Regions from separate parts of the Macaca mulatta genome. Here region 1 is linked to region 2. A link is a contact called in public Hi-C data. All regions are on one chromosome and are shown on one strand. Each heading gives the region's core, a stretch centred on a gene start, on an enhancer-like site or on the middle of the called end of the contact. The rest is flanking DNA. Distances are from core to core; before and after follow the strand shown.

Region 1 (5,465 bases), core at 2,942-5,441, 210 kb after region 2:
AGGCTGAGGCAGGAGAATCACTTGAACCCAGAAGGGGGAGGTTGCGGTGAGCTGAGATCACACCATTGCACTCCAGCCTGGGCAACGAGTGAAACTGTCTCAAACAAATAACAAAAAAAAAATCCAGTCTTCCAAGCATGGCACATCTCTCTTAAGGGCTAGAAATGGATTTCAAACCATCCTGTTGTATCTTTTCCTCAGAGAAGGAACTGCTGCTTCTCTCTGTCACGATCTAGAAACCAGCAGGCTCCATGATGGCTATTTATAATTTATTTATAAAAACATTTTACCAGTGAGTGATGTCTCAAGTGAGAGGTGATAACAGCTACACAAAGCAGTTTATAGCATGCAGTATTTCAATGCCTCTGAGAGGTAGCAAGCTTGTGCTCTCAGATGGCCCTCAGTCCTTCCCCTTGTCATCTTTCTGTCCTAGACTGTGAGCTAACTGCTCACAAGGATTCAGCGGCATGCAAACAGCCTTTAATTGGTTTTCTTCAAAGAGGCATTGTTGACTGGAAAGACTGGCTTGTATTTAAACTCTGCTCTTTTTGCAAATGCCAGACTTTCCCAACAGTATTTCAGAGGAAATTGTTTTGAACAGTTAACCGAATCTGACCAGATTACAGACAGCACCACCCATATTGCTCAATGCTAAGACATAGCATCTTTGATTTTCTGTATGTCATAACATTCTGAAGCTTGAGTTACTGATGGAGCCATTTTTGCAACTACACATCCTCCTTATAGTTCTTGCTTTCCTTTCAAGCAGATCACAGGGCCCAGGGCAAGATGAGTTCCTTGAGGAGAAGTGCCTGAGACTTAGAAATGCAATTTGTATAACTGACCAGCCTGGCTTTCCCCCTTCTTTAGGAATCTGATTCTTCTTCTTCCTCTTCTTCCTCCTCTTCCGTCACATGACTCTTTGTGCTCAACTCCAGGGTCGTTTGGTTGATTGATGCTTCATTGTCTACATGCACCAACATCTGTATTGGCCAAAGGCATCACAGATTAGTAGGAAAGCTGCTGGCCTCAAAACAGCAAATTCTTAAAAATGATTTAAAATCAGATCTCAATTGCGTATCCCCAGTACTTATGACTAAGAGGTATGGCCACTTTCCTTTTATACCCCCACCTCCATTACCAAAATGGGGCAAAGGTAAATGCCCCTGATTCACTAGAATGTTACCTCATTTACAAACATTATTACAGAAAGCTCCATAAGATTTGTGCCAACTTACATGTGCTGCTGTATCATGGTTTTAAATGTCTTAACACACAAAATCTGGGAGAACTCAAATATTGTGTACTTAGAAATAAGATTTTGCTGACTGACTTGAGGGCATTTGGTAAGAGATGAGTATGATGAGGACTGGAACTCATCTTTTAGCACTGTGCTTTGTACTTGAAGCCACACTCTTGATTCCCAAGGTTACTTATTCACAAAAAAGCAAGAGTTTTGACATATCCCTACAAAAATCACTCTCCCCCGGGTTCATCTGAGTAACTAGACAGAATGGATGACGAGGAAGATAGAGGTAAAACATTAGTAACTACTTAATAAATTAATTAGTGTGGTAACCAGCTGGTAGGAAGGTGGGTAATGTAGAGTTGCCACCTTATTAAACCAGAAAATTCTTATCAGCACTTTCCAGAGCCCTTTGGGCTAGGTAATGTGATTTACAACAGTTCTTCACCACCCAAGCAGCATAGGAGCAGAGCAGACTTTGCATTCTCTCCTAGGCCTGCACTTGATTAAGCTTACATCATGTGACTGTTCAGGTACAGTGTGAGAAGACAGCATCTCATCCCCTCTTCTAGAACTGATCATTGATTGGAGGGCCAATTCTTCAACCTAGAAAAGAAGAGTTGGGGACACTTTTCCTTACTATTTCACTGGATGTGGTTAAACTGCTGGGCACACCATGAAAGGTTTGCATCAAGAGAGGGAATGAAAACTATCTCTGTTGCTCTAGAGGGAAAGTTGGAGGCTCTTAGGTTTTCTCTCTTTTAAGGAGATGAGTAAAGAAAGACTCCAGCCCTTTTCCCCTGGGCTGAACAGGTGCTCTGGCTGAGTCATGGCTTCCACTTCCCCAGACCTAGCAACTCAAAGTACAAGTGTGTCATTAAAACAGCCAAGTGTCATCTGATTCCTCAGAGATTCCCTGGACCTGAGGCTGTCAACTCAGTAATGAGAAGGTGAAGGAAAGAATAGAAAACAGAGGTGTCATCTGAAGCATAAGGAAATCTGGGCTTTGGAGGTGGTCATCAATATACTCATTAGGTACTGGGTACTGTGGGAATACAGGGACACAAATAAGTGGAGGGCATTATGACTTCCCTAAGGAGGCCAGGTGCAGTGGCTCATGCCTGTAATCCCAGCACTTTGGGAGGCCGAGGCGGGCGGATCATGAGGTCAGGAGATCGAGAACATCCCGGCTAACACTGTGAAACCCCGTCTCTACTAAAAATACAACTTCCCCAAGGAAAAATGCTTATGATTTTGATATGTCATAGGTGTACTTTTCATTTTACAAAGGGCTTTGGTAATCCTCACCTCATATGGACTTAAAGTTTCTGAAAAAGGGCCAAGCCCAGTGGCTCATACCTGTAATCCCAGCACTTAGGGAGCTGGAGGTGGGTAATCACCTGAGGTCAGGAGTTCGAGTACACCCTGGCCAACATGGTGAAACCCAGTCTCTACTAAACACAAAAAATTAGCCCGGCGTGGTGGCACATGCCTGTAATCCCAGCTACTTGGGAGGCTGAGGCAGAATCCCTTGAACCCAGGAGGTGGAGGTTGCAGTGAGCCAAGATCGGGCCATTGCACTCTAGCCTGAGCAACAACAGTGAAACTCTGTCTCAAAAAAAAAAAAAAAAAAAAAAAAAAAGACTCTGAAAAGGATGCTGAGCAGGGATTAGCATAATAACCTCCCCAGGACTTTTTTTTTTTTTTTTTTTTTTTTAAAAGGCAGAGTCTCCCCGTATAGCGCATGCTGGAGTGCAGTGGCACAATCTGGACTCTGCAGCTTTACCTCCTGGGCTCTGGCTATCCTCCCACCTCAGTTTCCCAAGTAGCTGGACTACAGGCACGCACCATCACGCTCAGCTAATTTTAATTTTTTTTTTGGAAGGCCGGCCGTGGTGGCTCAAGTCTGTAATCTCAGCACTTTGGAAGGCCGACGTGGCTAATGGCTTGAGCTCAGGAGCTCGAAACCAGCCTGAGCAACATGGCGAAACCCCGTCTCTACTAAAAATACAAAAATTAGCCGGGCATGGTGGTGGCAAGCCTGTAATCCCAGTTACTTGGGAAGGTGAAGCACGAGACTCGCTTGAACCCAGAAGGCAGAGGTTGCAGTGAGCCGAGATCGTGTCACTGCATTCCAGCCTGGGCGACAGAGTGAGGCCCTGTCTCAATTTTTTGTAGAGACGAGGTCTCACTATATACCCCGGGCTGAGGGGCTGCATTAAGCACAGGTGTGGGAAGTGGCCCACGTGGGCCTAAATCCCGACTCCTCAAGGCCATGGCGTCTGGAAGCTCCAAACGTTAGGACAAGTCTCTTCTCCCAGGGCCTCAGTGTCTTCCTTGGTAGCATGGGAGGATCTGGGAGTTCCTTCTGGCTTGGCAAAACTAGAGCCATTTCAAGCGCCAAGGCAAACTAGAAAACAGCAGCTCAGGAGGAAGGGGTCGGTGGCCAGAGGGGTCTAGGCGAGGTTTCGGGAGGGAGCACTTCCTCAGACTGCTGTCTGAGGGCCATTAACATTTACAGGAAGCAGCAGGTAGGACTGCACTTGCCAAACACACATCCCCCCTGGGCCTCACCCTAGACTTGCGAGGTCAAATTTCTGAGAGGTGGGGCCTAAGAAGCGCACAGCAAACTCCCCAGGTGATTCAGATACCTGTTTGTTTGTAAACCTGTAAATTGGCGCCACCACAGATAGTGAGTAGGGGAGAACTGACCGCAGCAGGTGGTCACCGCAGAGGCCGAGGTTGGGGGGTCTGCACCGCAGAGGCCCAGGTTGGGGGGTCGCTCGGGAGGAATGGAGGAGGAGCGGGAGAGGGCCGCGGGGTCACCTTGAGGCGGTTCAGCTGGTCGTGCAGGGCTGCCTTCAACCGCAGCAGCGTCTCCTCCTCCTTGCGCAGTTCCTGAAGCCGGCTCAGCATGTTTCCTGGTCACATAGGCGACCTCCGCGATGCCGTCGGCCCGGCGCTCGGTGATGACGCCATCGCCGACTCCCGGAAACCGAGCGGGTAGACGGGGCTGCCCGCCACAATGGGGAAAGGCGAGGGATGCGCCCCCTTCCGGCGCCCGCCGTAACCTGGCCACTCCGCGGGCGACGAGCTGCAGGAAGGGTGCGTGTGTCAAAACACCTTGATTCATGAGTAATGATCAGGATTTCGAAATTAGATCCATGGAGCGGCAAAGAACCTTAAGAAATCTTGGGTTTGGCCATCCTTTAATCCGATAGGCCATTTCCACACGAAGTGGTCAAACACCGTTTCAAATAACTGGGTGAACAGCACTTCCAATGTGGTGTTCCAGCAAGTGGCTATTTTTAACCCCACAAAACCTGCACATGTATTTGAAGGCAGGCACCAAATCAGTAGCACATGAACTCTACTGTGTTAAGAGGGTCTGCAGGGTAGGACTCACAGTGGACTTTAAAGGGGTAAGGCTGCACAAAATAGAGAACTAAAGAGCATGAAAATAAAGCCGTGCTAAGAAATGATGTGCTTAAGAACTGAGATTTGGCCCTGGAAATGGGGAAGGTAACAGATCACCGTGGCTATGAACTTTGAGAATGTCTTGACAGTTTGAGACTGTCACAGGGAAGCTGAGTTTAACAATCCAGATGCAAAACAAGACTTTGACACAGGACAAGAGGTTAATTCTAGGGTATTATTTGCAGTTTAGCTTTATGAGTTAAAAAAAAAAAGGGGGCCCCTTGTATCTGGAGGCATTTCATGGGTATTTCTTTTGGACACACTTGGTTAACATAATCACCAAGACACACATAAGTCCTGAAAAATGCTTCTGGTACTTTTGGGGCAGTCTCCGTCTGACACCCAGGCTGGAGGACAATGGTATAATCTTGGTTCATTGCAACTTCCACCTCCCAGGTACAAGTGATTCTCCTGCCTCAGCTTCCCCAGTAGCTGGGGTTACAGACGTGTACCATGACCAGCTATTTTTTTTTATTTTCAGTAGAGATGGAATTTCATCATGTTGGCCAGGCTGGTCTTGAACTCATGGCCTCAAGTGCTTTGCCCACCTTAGGTCTCAGTGTTGGGATTACAGGTGTGGCCTTCTGGCACTTTTTCAAACCATGGGTGAAAATATTCAACTCTATTGTCATAGCTGGTTAAAAAGAACACTTTTCAAAAGGTAATCAATTTTACTGCAGTACCAAAAAAAATTGTGTTCTCCAATTGTGCCCTCTTGTGGTTAAAGTGTTAAATATTTACA
Region 2 (4,949 bases), core at 776-3,275:
AATAGAACCTCAGACATACTCTCTTCCTTAAAAGATCATTTGTCCCAATTTGAAGAAAGTTTAAAGCTACCAAGTGCTAAAGAGCGATCTTATGGGCATATTAGTATCTAATCAACACCCTCCCATAACCTGGTGTAATCAGAAATAAAAGAAAAATGAACATGGGGGAGCTTTGGAGGGAACTGTGGGCAGCTGCCTGGAACATACTTATGTAGGGACAAATCTGGCAACTTGACTGTCCTCTGGGCTCTCTAGAACTGGCCTCCTGAGTTAGGGACAGCCTCCTGCACTGATGGTTGCCTTACAGGCCAGCTCTGTGCTGTTTTTGTAATTCGTGCAATTCCACCTCAGATCTCATTCACATCAGCTCACACTGCAGGATAACTTGACGTGGAAGTACAATGGGTGGGAGATGGTGGCTCTCTTTAATGCATTCCCCTAGAGTGACAAGAGCCATCCAACAAAGCATCCTCAGTTCTGCCTGCTTCAGCATCACAGGAAATCTGATGTTTCCAGCCAGCTGGTTGAGCTGCCTTAACTAGAGCTCACCAAGCAGACTATAAAGTCCCTAAATGCAGGACCTGTATTTTACTCATCTGTGAATAGCACGGTAATTACTTACAAGCCTGCTTTGAATTCAGTCAGATTCTGGCTTGAATATTGATCCCACCACTTAATAACTGGGTAACCTTGGCCACTTAACTTCCCTAACCCTGCTTTATAGTTTATAAGATAGGAATGATAATTCCCCATTCCTTTGACTTGTGGAAATTAAATGGGACACGTATACAAAGCTGCTAGTGCAGCTCAAAAGTCTTAGTTGAGTGCTTGGAAGAACAGTGGATTCTATCCAAACAAGGGTATGTGATCTCAGAAGAGACCGTGTGTATCTCTTTATCAAGACGTACAGGCTGGGCGTAGTGGCTCACGCCTGTAATCCCAGCACTTTGGGAGGCTGAGGTAGGAGGATCACTTGAGCCCAGGAGTTTGAGACCAGCCTGGGTAACATAGTGAGACACTCCCATTTCTACCAAAAAAAAAAAAAAAAAGAAGAAAAGAAAAGAAAAAAAAAAGCTAGGCGTGGTGAAGATCGCTTGTGCCCAGGAGTTCGGGGACTGCAGTGAGCCGAGCCGTGATCATATATTACACTCCAGCCTGAGTGACAGAGCAAGACCCTGTCCAAAAAAAAAAAAAAAAAAAAAGCTATTAATACAAACATGTATACGTTTGTGATTGTGTCACAGTGGCAGTTTAAAGGAGAAATCCTTTGCCAGAGGTTGCAAAAGCTATAAAAGTTAGAGTGGAACAGTGCTTCAAGGGAAGAGATTGGTTTTCATTTTATCTGCATTGTTTGAATATATAAGTACATGATAACTTCAATAGGGATACCAAAACAAATAAATAAATTTTAAAAAGAACATGAAAGGCCAGGCGCAGCAGCTCACACCTATAATCCCAACACTTTGGGAGGCCGAAGCAGGTGGATCGCTTGAGACCAGCCTGGCCAACAGAGCAAGACCCGCCCCCCTCACCCCCCTATAGAGATAGACAAAAAAAGAAAAAAACTTTTTAAAAAGTACATGTAATTTAAAATGAATACAACTTTTTAGAAATGTTGGGCTGGCAGGGTTGCCGGCTTATTTGGTGAGTCTTTCACCTCGTTTGGAGATAGCGAGAGCAACGAAGAGAAAACATTAATTACCAGGTATTGGTATTAATACGGCGGCTCCATTCCCACATGGACCTGGGGGGACAAAAACTCCTAATCTTGGACAGCTGCGCCCAGCCCTTCTTCACCTGCGGTCCAGGTATCATCCTAGTCTTCCCTCCGTCTCTGGGGTGGGTCGTTTCCAACCCTCCGCCCTGGTCCAGGCCACTGAGGGAAGGGAACAAAACTAAGGCCGGGAGGGCCGGGCCCCAGCCTGGAGTGTGTGGCTCCGGGCCTCCCCCGGGTGCGGCAGTTACGGCGGTTCCGGAGCCGCGGCGCCCAGGGCCGAGGGGCGGGCCCGAAGCCGCGGCCTCGCCTCCGCCGCGCCGGCCGCTCCCGCCGCTCCGCGGCCTCCCGGAGACACGCCGCCATGCTGCAGAAGCGGGAGAAGGTGCTGCTGCTGAGGACCTTCCAGGGCCGCACGCTGCGGATCGTGCGCGAGCACTACCTGCGGCCCTGCGTGCCCTGCCACAGCCCGCTCTGCCCGCAGCCAGCCACCTGCAGCCACGGTCAGGGCCGGGGCGGGGACGGGGCCGGCGGGAGCGGGCGGGACTGGGCGGCTGCGGTGACGGGGTGAGCGCGGCCCAGAGGCGGAGCGCCAGCGGCGGGGACACCGAGGCGTAGGCCCCGCGGCCTGCGCCCGCCCGCCGGCCTCACACCCAGCCCTCTGCCGGTCGGGACCCAGCGGCCCAAGTCCGCGGCTTCCGGGGTGCCCCGCCCGGGACTCCCCGACTGCTCCGCTCTGTCCAGTGGGAGAGCCCGAGAGACCCGCACCCCATCCCGGAGACCGGGTGGCTTGGCTCCTCAGAGGGGCCCAAGGGCGCGGAAGCCGAGCGTTCCTCCCGCCGCAACCTCGCGCGGCGGAGAAATGGGGAGGTCCCGAGCCGGGAGCCCCCGGGAGCTGCGGGCCAGCTGCTGCCGCTGCGAAGCTGACATCATCTGCTTTGCAGCCACAGGTTTCCTGACCTACCCGCACTGGTGCCCCAGACTTTCCCGCCCGTGGAGAGCCTCTTCACCGTAGTTTTGTGAACTATCTGGGCCCGCACTGGAGAGGAAAGTCACGGGGAGGTTGGACTGGGGACTCCTGGGCCCCTGTCCTTGGTTTCTAGGCTGCAAGGGTGGCCGATAGAACGATGCGCGCGTTACTGGCTCTCTTCCCCCATGGGAGGATGAGCATGGGATGGGGGTCCTTGTCAGCGAATGTTTGGAATCCTCCAGACATTGTGATTAAGATGAACATTTCAGTTAGAGCTTGGCTAACCGGCTCTCAGATACGGGCCTGGTGGAAACCCCACCTCTGCCCGTTGCTTGCACGGATCATTTTCTCCATTCAATCTTTCTGGCTCTTGGAGGCTGCTGAGCACGTGCAGAAGCTTGACACAGAGCCAACTTGAAATTGCTGGGCATCATACACAAGTGGTATAAATGTGGGGGTGCTTCATTTGAATGTGTTTGTCAATGATGAGGTAACACTGAAATATTCAGGTTATGCTGAAAATGTGCTTGTTCGTTGTTAAATCAGTCATCCTCTCCGGCACCTCTGGCAACACCATAAACCACGTTGAGCTTGTATTTATTACAGCTTCAAAAAAAATTAGGGTGCTCAATATACCTGAACTTTGGGTCTTTTAAAAACTCCCACCGTGGAGTTAAGACTGGAAGTTATTTTGTATGCCAGAGCACCGTGACATTTAAATAAACCAGGTTTGAAAACATTGTCTAATCTCTTACATTTTGAATTATGTTCCAGATGGGAAACTCTTGTCTAGTGATGTGACTCATTACGTGATCCCAGACTGGAAAGTTGTTCAAGATTATCTTGAGATCCTTGAGTTTCCTGAATTGAAAGGAATTATTTTCATGCAAACAGCTTGTCAAGCAGTGCAGCATCAAAGAGGCCGGAGGTATACGTTTTGCATTCTTTATTTCTATATGGCATAGGTTCCCCCCCACCTTAGAAAAGCTCCCTTGTTGGAGGAGGATGGGAGGAATTCATTATTTTGTCAGAAAGGACTTTTTAAACTAATTTTGTATTCTCTTTGATAGTGAGGAATGCAGTAACATTATTTTATATTTCTGCTGCAACACCTGGCCAAGAGATCTGACTGTAGATCAATAAACTGCAGTGTCCCCAGTATGTGGGTATTTAAGATTCTAGTGTGAATTGGCTTTTGGCTTGCATTTTTATAGTGGTAGGGTTACTGCTTATTTCTTGTTGATAATGTGTATTATTTAATCTTATTTATAGATACATTGTTTCAGAAGCATACATTCTTTTCTTGGGGAAAAGAGTACTTTATTTTTAAATTTTAGACTCCTTTATTGGAGATGCAAATTGTAATGATTTATTCAGTAAAACCAGAAATAGCTTGTTTTATTTTTAGATTACTAGTGTAACTACCAGCCATAGTCATTGTATTTGCTAAACAAAGCATTTCCAATTGAACCAGTCTAAAATTCTTGCCTTGTACTTAAATGAAGAATAGTTGTCTACTTTTTAAACAAATACCTTAAAAAACGATTTCGCTTCCTTTAATGTTGAGAAAGGTTTATGACTTGAACTTAAGACTGTATGGAAATAGCATATTAGAATTATATGTCCAACCTCTTAACACTCTAAGTTATTTAATAAGCACAAACTATGCATTTATTCTTTTTTAAAATGTTGTGGTTTCTTCAGGCCTTGGTAATAAAAGATGAAGTGTTTTTATTTGTATATGAAAATGACAAATTGTCCTCTTATTATACACTCAGTTCAAAAAATGTACATTAACCAGATTGTGTGCAGGTTTTTTTCAGACAGAATATTTTTAAATGAGCTTCAAGTTGATTTTGTTCAGACACCAAGATATAGATGTTTATACAGATCCAAATTTAAATGCTGCTCCAGGTGTCATATTTCAATTTCTGCTACTAAAATCAATTTGTTGTTATCATTCGGATTGCTAACACACTGCGAGCCTTTTCAACTTCTGTTTTCTAAAATATTTTTAATGTTAAGGATTGTTTTAGAAACCAATTTCTGGGACATTCAAAGACAAAGAGTTGGAATTTAAACGTCTTTTCTCCTGAACATTTCAAGAGTAGTTAACTTGATGAAAAACTATTGGTTTTCCACTGCCTTACCATGTCTTTGAATATACTAAATGTGAAAACAAAAGATGAGGATTTATGAAATAGGGCTATATGATAATACCCTGATTTTGTTTGTTGGGTAAGCACTTTTTAAGCTCTTAGTTCC

What was found. Hi-C and Micro-C count contacts between places; a contact is called where the count stands out from the background.
Region 1: a Hi-C map of liver shows a contact between it and region 2, with 5 times the contacts expected there. The contact joins the promoter of SNAPC5 here to the promoter of DIS3L in region 2. A contact is called at or near these places in 5 of 14 Hi-C or Micro-C datasets (CD4 T cells, blood, cortical neurons and 2 more).

The regions. Positions count from the first base shown.
Region 1 is chr7:43,978,425-43,983,889 of T2T-MMU8v2.0, forward strand. It overlaps SNAPC5 (small nuclear RNA activating complex polypeptide 5), which reads right to left and starts at 4,192. Exons shown (of 3, transcript NM_001261252.1): 1 at 4,073-4,192; 2 at 1,763-1,852; 3 at 845-983. The coding sequence starts at 4,162. The coding sequence ends at 867.
Region 2 is chr7:43,767,268-43,772,216 of T2T-MMU8v2.0, forward strand. It overlaps DIS3L (DIS3 like exosome 3'-5' exoribonuclease), which reads left to right and starts at 2,026. Exons shown (of 17, transcript NM_001194471.3): 1 at 2,026-2,217; 2 at 3,459-3,612. The coding sequence starts at 2,079.